Regions from separate parts of the Sus scrofa genome. Here regions 1 and 2 are each linked to region 3. A link is a contact called in public Hi-C data. All regions are on one chromosome and are shown on one strand. The core of a region is the stretch at or near the end of the contact, and the rest is flanking DNA. Distances in the headings are between cores, read along the strand shown.

Region 1 (3,051 bases), core at 97-2,596, 56 kb after region 3:
GGAGCCTCAGGCAGAGGTCAGCACACAGCTCCGTGTCCTCTTCAAACAGCAGCTCTGGGAACTGGCCCCCAGGGTGAGAGGGAGACCGATCAGCCCCTCCCTGTTCTGGCTCTGAAGATCCCCGATGGGGACTTGGGCAGGGCCTCTGTCTGTATTCTGCCTTCTCTGGCCAAGCCCAGCAGGCTTTGGTGTCACACCTGGGTTAAAGCCCTTGCTGTGTGACTCTGGGTGAGTGACTCTGCCACTCTGATCCTCGCTTCCCTCCTCTGAAAACTGTGGCTAAGGAGTGAGTGTCTGGCTCATGGAGTGGCTGAGCAAACAGAAGATGCTCAATGAACGGGCCGTGACTGTTACTCTAAGAAATGTGGCTGTCAAAGGTGCTCACCTTGGACACCAGGGCCCGTTGTGTGGCCAGGCCGTGCTGCAAGAAAAGAGCACTCTGGGCACTGCCCAGACTGTACAACACAACCTTCAGTATTGCTCCCAAGACACTCTCCCGGGCCTCTGACAGCATCACCGTCTGTGGGGCCAAAAATCCAACTGTTAGAGACTGGGGTGGTTATGGATCAGGGAGATGCTGGATCAAGCCCTACCTGCACGATGATCTCCAGTGTATCCAGAACCACCAGGCTTGCCTCAGTTGCCAGGTTCCCATCCACCAAGGCCTCATGTTCCATTTCATCCTTGGTTCTGGAGGGGACAGGAGGGCCTGGGGGTGTCTCTCAGGGCCAAATCCCACCCCAGGGCTGAGCTTTTTCTGTTCCTTCAACTGCTCTTGGAGAGGGGGTTCTCTGGAAACTGATTTAACCCCAGCGAACTACTCCTTGCCCACACCTACTTGTCCACACGATCTGAGGTTTGTCTCCAGTGGGTGACACTCTTCCTCCAGCGTACATTCTCCTGGTTCCCGAACGGGCTCCTCTCTGAGACAAAGAGGTGCGTGTTCACAGGTGAACAAAGACATAAGGACACATGTGACCATGAGAAGAAACACACATGGGGTTCCCGTGAGGACACTGAGTGATGCACATGCTTGCAAAGTGGACGTAGTTAGACGGGAGCAGGGAGCACAGATACCCACGTGTGGGATAAACTGTGGCCCTCTTTCTGGGAAAAGCAAGCGAGACAAAGAGGCAAAGATGGCCTCTGTCTTGGGGCCCCTTGGACACAGGCTGGAGGCCACCAGGTAGAGACATGCATGAGGTACATCCCCTTCTCACCCCGGCTCCGTCGCACCATCTCCTGTCGGGCTCCAATGGTACCCAAGATAGCTTCCTCCAGCCGGGCCTTCATGTCCAGTGATTTCTTGAATGTGAGGCTGTTGATACGTTCAAAGGCCTTTTTCCCCTGGGACAACAAAGAACAAGTTCCATGTGGACTCTGCCCTTTGCTGTGGGCTAGCCCGGTGCTGCTACTTCTGGCGCTTTCCAACTTCCAGGACCCTGAGCTTGAAGACACAGTTCTCCCTTTTATAGCCAGCTCTCCACACCTCCCGAAGTCTGTTCATGAAGAGAATTCTCCCCTTTTGCTTTGGCTCAGCAAAGAAATAGTCCACCCATTCCCCCGCCACCCCCACTCCCCAGAAGTGGTGCATGAGAAGAGTTCACTCTGCACACCCAGCCCTCAGCCCTGCAGGGCCCCACACAAGTCCTCAGCCTTCCCCCTACATCACAATCCCCTGGCCAACCCTCGAACCTTGTATTCAAAGGCAGCCAGGCAGAGGTATAGCAGGTCCAGGAGACGACCCAGCTGAGGGAGGGCCAGGTCTGCAGCCCAGCGCTGCAGCAGGGCTGGCTCAGCATTTTTCAGGACCCAGAGCACGCACACCAGCAAGGTCCGGCTGGACTCGGCAGAGAGGGCACAGCCTGAGCGAGCAGCCTGGGGCCAGATAGGGGACAGGGTGCTCAGAAGGGAGACAGTCGACGTTCATTTCATACTCAAATAGGAAGCAGCTGATTGATACCTTAGCATATGACTTCTTTTTTTTTTTTTTTTTTTTGCTTTTCAGGGCCACACCCAAGGCATATGGAAGTTCCTAGGCTAGGGGTCGAATCAGAGCTACAGCTGCCGGCCGGCGCCACAGCTCATGGCAACGCCGGATCCTTAACCCACTGAGTGAGGCCAGGGATCGAACCCGCAACCTTGGGATCCTAGTCGGGTTCGTTAACCACTAGGCCATGAAGGGAACTCCTATCATATGACTTCTATGCCAGGTTATGGTTCTCCTCTACACAACATCCAAAGTACAATTAAAAAAAAAAATCACAGGACATGTGAAGAGACAAGAAAATGTGATTGATAAGGGAGAAAAGACATTAGATGCAGGTGCAGAGATAATCAAATGCCAGGTGGTGTCTCTGGGGGCAAGGCTGGTACTCACCGTCGCTGGACCCTGGGAGATGCTGGCCCGGGAGCCAGGGGCCAGGGGGCCACCAGCGATGGCCATGGCCACTGAGGGGTTGATGGTGCCTCCCATGTCCCCTTCCCCTTCTGTATCTGAGTCAAGCATAGAGGCTAGTCTTGATCGTTGACCTGAGCTCTCTAGGGCGAGAGAAGAATGTTAAGTGCTATCTCTGTCTCAAGTTTCAGCCCAGAAGTCACCTCCTCAGGGAAGCCCTCCCTGATACCACCCTCTAGACACAGGATGGGAGTCTGTAATTATTGACTCCCAGAGCTCACTTCTTGTATTTGCAATTAGAAATATTCATCATGCAATTGTTTCTAAGATCCACAAAGGCCTAGAGTATCTGTGGTATGACCACTCTATGCTCAACATTTAGAACACGGCCTGGCTCACAGGAGTAGTCATTATAAAGATGATGACAATGATGACAATGGTGACAAACAAAATAATAAAACTGCTATTATTACTGTATCCATTGGCATTTATATAGCATTTCCTATGTGTCAAGTGTTGTTTTGTTTTGATGTTTTGCCTTTTTAATGGCTGCATCTGTGGCATATGGAAGTTAACCCACTGAGCCACAATGGGAACTCCTGAGATGATGTTTTAAGCACTTTAAAAATATTAACTGTTACTCTTTAAAATAA
Region 2 (2,927 bases), core at 334-2,833, 40 kb after region 3:
CTGCTGGCCTACACCACAGCCACAGCAACACAGGATCCCAGCCTTGTCTGTGACCTACACTACAGCTCATGGCAACACCAGATCCTTAACCCACTGAGCAAAGTCAGGGATTGAACCCCATCCTCATGGATTCTATTTGGGTATGTAACATGCTGAGCCAAGACGGGAACTTCTGTGAGGGTTTTATTTTGTGTTCTAGATTCTTCTGCACTCTTCAAACCTTCCACAAAGAACAATGAATTTCTTTCCTAGGAATGTTTCAAACAAGAGCACAGGAAATTTCAAAGCCTTGGGGAAGCACCTCACGGATTCACATGCCTGGCTTCCCCCTTCTCCCACTAACCTCTCTGTGTTGCCTCTGAAAGGTGAGACGTAAATGAGACTTTATGGAGTCTCCAAGCCTCTGCCTGCCCCCCACGCCCACCTTACCAGCTTGAGGGGAAGGCTGCCTCTCACCTTCCTTGCCCTTGGCTGCAGTGAGCACATTCTAGATGGCAGAAAGGCTGGGCTCCTCCCTGCCTCCTCCTCCAGGGAGCTCTCCCTGATCTATGCATCGAGCTGCCCGACCTAAAAGAACACATGATCCAAACACCTGTCAAGCAGCCACCCGGCTGCTTCTTTCCTTTTATGTCCTGGTTCAAAGAGCCAACAGCTAACCTTTGAGCGCCTACTGGGGCCTAGAGCCATACTGAACTTTTAGTACCAACTGACACATTTAAGCTCACACCGATTTCGGTGACAGTGGGTTGTCAGGACCCCCAATATGCAAAAGAGGCACAGAGAGGTGAAACACCTTGATCAAGGGCGTAGAGCTAGGGAGCAGGAAAGCCAGAATTTGTTTTTTATTATTTTTTTTCCTTTGGGAGTTTTCCTTTTTCTTTTTATTATTATTATTTTTATGGCTGCACCTGCAGCATATGGAAGTTTCCAGGCTAGGGGTCAAATCAGAGCTTCAGCTGCTGGCCTATGCCACAGTCACAGCAACAGGAATTCTGAAAACCATACTTTGAACTTAGGCTACAATGCTATCATCCCATCCAATCCCCACCCACCCCACACACCTGTCTTATTTGCTTCAAACATGTGCTCTCTGAAATAATTTTCCTTCACTTCTTTCTGGTGGTCTCTTGTTTGTTTATTGCAGGTGCTTTTGTCAGTCACGTTCACTGCTGTGTCCTCAGTGCCTAGAAGAGTGTGGCACATAGCAGGTACTCAATAATCGTTTGCTAGATGAGACAACACTGAAATAAATTAGCACTTGCCAATTCTACCCAAGCAAGGCAGAGAATGGGGCTGGCTGCAGCAAAAGGGAGTTAAGTAAGATACAAGGAAGAACTTGCACTGGGTGGCAGCTTGCACATGGTGGGGACCTCGCTAGGTCCATGTGTCCTGGAGGCAGAAGGCCTCATGGCTGCCCTGGGACGCATGTCTGGAATGGAGGTTGCCTCTCAAGAGATCCTGGGGCTCGGCCGGGTGGGGCTCCTGGCTGGGGACCAGAGTCGCAGGGCTGGGTGTTTGGGATAGACACAGAACAGAGGGGTGGAGTCTGCAGCTGGCCGGGAAAAACATGGGGAAACAAGAAAACACAGCTGAGTCCCCGCCCTCTAGCTTGTGCCCTCTTGGTTCCTTCATGGAGCTCTGGCCACCTGTTATTTGAGGCTGAGATGAGGATCTGGGTTCCACCTTTGAGCCCTCCTGCAGGTTTGGACCGGCCTGGGCTTAGACTCTGGCTGTGTCATGCAGGGCAAGTGAAAGCCTCTCCTAAAGCCTCAGTTTCCCCAGCTATAAACAGAGGTGACCTGAAAACCATCAGAAGCAGCAACAAGCACAGACTGAGAGCTTACTCTGTGCACTAATTCACAAGAGTCCTGGAGGTGGGACTGTTACTATGCCACTTCAACAGACAGGGAAACTGAGACCCAGGGTGGTGAAGCTGCTCATTTAGGGTCACACAGTAAGAAGGGGAATTTGAACCCAGATTGCTGGCTGCACAGCCCACTGTCTTAAGCTCCTCCGTGGGTGAAACTTCAGAATCCTCAACACCAGGCTAGTGTTTGATAAAGAACAGCTGTTTACTATTATGAATCATTCTGGGACCTCAGGATGGCTGTGGTGGGGCAGCTGCCATTCTGTACATCCCACATCCCCTTTCCTGGCATGAGGACTCAGCACTTCCTCCAGGGAGCACCCCCTTCCTCCCTCAGGATTTGGGTGGGGTTCCTCTACTCCCAGGATCTGGGCCTGGGCAGTGGGGGACACAATGATTAGTTCAGTGATGGGCATGTGACCCAAGCCAGTCAAGGGGGGTCACCCTTAGGATTTTTATTGGTGCCATCTGGATTGAGAAACTCCCTTTCCACTGAGCTGCAAGAAAAGATCCCTAGAGTGGTGAGGCCATCTTTGCCCACTTGAGAGAAGCCTCCAGGGTACACAGAGAAAGAGGAAGAGAGAGTTAGATTGCTGATGATAGTTGAGCACCTGGATCCAGCTATGCCTGAAGGTGTCCCTAAGTTATGTGAACAACACATTTCCTTTTTTTTTTTTTCTTTCTCTTTTGTTTTGGCATGTGGAGGTTCCAGGGCCAGGGAATGAACTTGCAGCACAGCAGTGACCTGAGCCACTGCAGTGACGATGCTGTATACTTAACCTGCTGTGCTTTAAGGGAACTCCCACATTGCCTTTTCATGGTCTGAGGCTGGTCCCTGCCACTTACAGAGCAAACGGGGAGGACTTTTTGCCTAGCAACCAACCCCTAGCGGCCTCAGGAACCCTCCCCCAATATATCCAGTTTTCTAAACATTTACAATGTGCTAGACATGAACACACACACTTAACAGACACTCAGTTTCTTCACATGGTCCCTATAGGCACTGAATTGGCAGCACAACTGTCCCCTTTCTGCAGATGAAGAGACCAAGGCTCTGAGA
Region 3 (2,950 bases), core at 280-2,779:
AGGAACTTCTGCATGCAGCAGATGCAGCCAAAAAAATAAAGTTTATGTTATGTATATCAGACTACAACTGAGAATAATGCTAAATACTACTAAAATAAATAAATAAATAAATAAAAAGACCAGATGCAGAAACAAGAAGTCATCCACAAATAACAGCAGAGGAAGATGCCCTGCTCCCGGAGCCCAGGAGCTATGGGAACCTTGGAGACCGGTCCATGGCAGACTCAGGCCTCTCCCCACCTCCAGGACCCCTTCCACCAGTACCCTCCGTGGGCTGAACCCAGCGGGACCTGTGAAATGGGGTTTCCCTGCCTTACAGAGTGGACTGAGAGATGGCAGTGATGGGCCCAGGAGCAAAAGACCCGGAGTGTGGGGCCAATGTGGGAAGAAAGAGCACATACTGGGCCAGGCGGCCTGGGTTGAGCTGGATGACCTTGGATCCATCAGAGCCTCAGTTTCCCCAAGTGAAGTGGCGGCGTTGCTGATCTCCACCTCCCCAGCTTGGCGAGTGCCAGGCGATCTGGTGGAGAGAAGCACCAGGAGCCGCAGGGACTGTTATCTTTTCTGTGTCCACTGGGTGGCACTTCCTTCCTTCCTTCCGCCTTTTGTCCTGGGAAGGTTCCAAAATGCCTCTGGGGGCGAAAGCTGAGCAGACCGCACAGGAAGTGTCCGGGGCCTGCACACACGGACGGTCGATAATTGTTTGATTGACTGACTTCATGCTCAGCCGTGTGGCAAACTGGACAAATGAGCCTGAGTGGCCAGGCACGCTGGAGGGGCCGAGGGTGCCGCCAGGGGCGGGTGGGGCAGAACTTAGGAGGTCCCGAAGTGAGGCAGAGTCTGGGAGAGGCCAGAGGTGATGGAAGCTTCTGGTCTCTGGCCTAGGCAATTTTCCATTAAGGGAGCGGGTAGTTACTGAAATCCTTCGGCAGGCACCCCCTTCATGGCACTGAGTGTGACACAGACACTCAGGATTAGAACCTCAGGACAAATAAAAGCAAATGCTTTTGGGGGGTTAACTCCTCTGCTGCCTAAGTAGGGGACAAGCCCAAAGCCCATTTTAGGGATGGGAAAATGGAGACTGGGTCACAGGGCTGGGCTCCCGCAATTCCTAGTGGGACCCAACCCCCATTTGCCTCTCTCCTCCAGGAGCCCGAGGGCGCGCAGGGGGGTGGGGGCAGCCTGGTGGTGGTCCTCTCTGTGCTCCAGTGGGGTCCCCTAGGGAAAGGTGTGAATGTCACTTGGAGCTGGTCGGTGGGCCCAGCCCCACAAAGGGGTGGGGAGCAGACTGGACCTAGAGAACAAGGTGCAGGCATGAGGGACCCTGACCTCCCCCTCTCCACCGGCTCAACAGCTCTGGCCAGGACCGGCTGGACAGTGGGAGGAAACTGCTCCCCCAAGCCTGTCGCCCCAACTCGTGTCCTCTGCCGCCCCCAGCCCGGCATCCGAAACCACAGCTGCCTGTGGTGAGTCAGGCTGGAGCCTGCTGGGCTGAGCCCAGGTCCGTGGGAGGGAAGGGGGGGCAGGAAGGGAGGGAGGAAAGGGGGGGAGAGCTGTCCCCATGCCGGCCCCTCCCCCATCTGAGCCCTCTCCCCTCCCCCAGGAAGTGAATTCCCTTGTTGATGAAGGGATGAGAGAGCAGCTGAGAGTTGGAGTTTGAGCGGTCACTGGTCAGATCATCCACCCCACCAAGCAGGGCAGCAGCGTGTGTCCGGGAGTGGAGGCCAGTGCGGGGACAGCCTCCAGGACTCCTGGGACCTGTCCTGCCTCCCCTCCAGGCAGCTCAGGTTTCAGCACTGACTCCTGCCCTGGGTGAAGGGGCTCCTCCCCAGCACAGCTGCTCTGCTCACCCCTGCCTCCTCTCCCACGCTGTACACATGGCTGTGAGTGGGATGGAGGGGGGAGCTTGGGGGTTCAGTGAGACTAGCCCCCTAGTCCACTGGGCTCTGCACCATGACGTGTGTCAAGAGGCCACTGTCAGGCTTCCCTTTCCCCAAGCCCCAACTCTGGGGCCCCTCCCCAATCCGAAAATCCTCCTCATGTCTCATTGAGGACTGCAGGCCTGGCATGATCCAGCCCTGTGGCCTTGTGGTCCTCTCCATGCTGGCCCCTCGGCTGCCTCTGAACACCTACCTTTTGCATTTACTGTTCCCCCTGCAAGGATCACTGTCTCCACATTTTTTTTTTTTTTTTTTTTTTTTTTTTTGTCTTTTTCTAAGGCCACATCTGTGGCATATGGAGATTCCCAGGCTAGGGGTTGAATCGGAGCTGAAGCCACCGGCCTACACCTTAGCCACAGCAACGCCAGATCTGAGCCCCGTCTGCAACCTACACCACAGCTCACGGCAACGCTGGATCCTTAACCCACTGAGCAAGATCAGGGATTGAACTCGCAACCTCATGGTTCCTAGTCGGGAACTCCAGTCTCCACATTTTTATTCCCAGGGACTCTGGTCTATCTGGGCTCAAATGACTTCTCTCTCCCTGGGCCTCCCATAGAGGCATCACCCAAACAGTTACAGCTTTATCACTGAGATGATCTCAATCATAGGTCTGGGTTAAGAGTACAAGTTGTGGGGAGTTCCCGTCGTGGCTCAGTGGTTAACAAATCTGACTAGGAACCATGAGGTTGAGGGTTCGGTCCCTGGCCTTGCTCAGTGGGTTAAGGTTCCAGCGTTGCCGTGAGCTGTGGTGTAGGTGGCAGACTTGGCTCAGATCCTGCGTTGCTGTGGCTCTGGCGTAGGCCGGCGGCTACAGCTCCGATTCAACCCCTAGCCTGGGAACCTCCATATGCCACAGGAGCGGCCCAAGAAATGGCAAAAAGAGAAAAAAAAAAAAACAAAACAAAAAAAAAGAGAGTACAAGTTGTGGATCCAGCTCTAATGCGGGCTCTGCCACCCATCAGCTGTGAAACCTTCCACAAATAGCTTGCCATCTCTATGCTTGTTTG

The links. Hi-C and Micro-C count contacts between places; a contact is called where the count stands out from the background.
Region 1: a contact with region 3 is called in a Hi-C map of fetal liver, with 1.7 times the contacts expected there. The contact joins two enhancer-like sites. A contact is called at or near these places in 4 of 5 promoter capture datasets (fetal liver, fetal skeletal muscle, liver and 1 more), 28 of 47 Hi-C or Micro-C datasets (adipose tissue, alveolar macrophages, blood and 15 more) and 2 of 2 datasets of contacts at active chromatin or transcription factors (alveolar macrophages and skeletal muscle).
Region 2: a contact with region 3 is called in a Hi-C map of adipose tissue, with 6 times the contacts expected there. The contact joins two enhancer-like sites. A contact is called at or near these places in 4 of 5 promoter capture datasets (fetal liver, fetal skeletal muscle, liver and 1 more), 25 of 47 Hi-C or Micro-C datasets (adipose tissue, alveolar macrophages, blood and 15 more) and 2 of 2 datasets of contacts at active chromatin or transcription factors (alveolar macrophages and skeletal muscle).

Annotation. Positions count from the first base shown.
Region 1 is chr2:69,934,000-69,937,050 of Sscrofa11.1, forward strand. DOCK6 (dedicator of cytokinesis protein 6) reads right to left here. Exons shown (of 49, transcript XM_021083867.1): 30 at 2,381-2,541; 31 at 1,696-1,878; 32 at 1,221-1,347; 33 at 839-923; 34 at 594-690; 35 at 386-520; 36 at 1-61. Among named protein-coding and RNA genes, the nearest start is that of KANK2, 10 kb to the left of the region's middle. Within about 2 kb of position 1,347, at least 3 of the 83 cell types and tissues checked have an H3K27ac peak or open chromatin away from gene starts, as enhancers often do. A contact at or near this core is called in fetal liver and liver, where this site is marked.
Region 2 is chr2:69,917,643-69,920,569 of Sscrofa11.1, forward strand. KANK2 (KN motif and ankyrin repeat domain-containing protein 2) reads right to left here. Exons shown (of 14, transcript XM_021083853.1): 5 at 1,062-1,184. Among named protein-coding and RNA genes, the nearest start is that of KANK2, 6.1 kb to the right of the region's middle. Within about 2 kb of position 1,584, at least 16 of the 83 cell types and tissues checked have an H3K27ac peak or open chromatin away from gene starts, as enhancers often do. A contact at or near this core is called in adipose tissue, embryonic fibroblasts and omental adipose tissue, where this site is marked.
Region 3 is chr2:69,877,757-69,880,706 of Sscrofa11.1, forward strand. No RefSeq gene overlaps it. Among named protein-coding and RNA genes, the nearest start is that of SPC24, 11 kb to the right of the region's middle. Within about 2 kb of position 1,530, at least 48 of the 83 cell types and tissues checked have an H3K27ac peak or open chromatin away from gene starts, as enhancers often do. A contact at or near this core is called in adipose tissue, embryonic fibroblasts, fetal liver and 2 more, where this site is marked.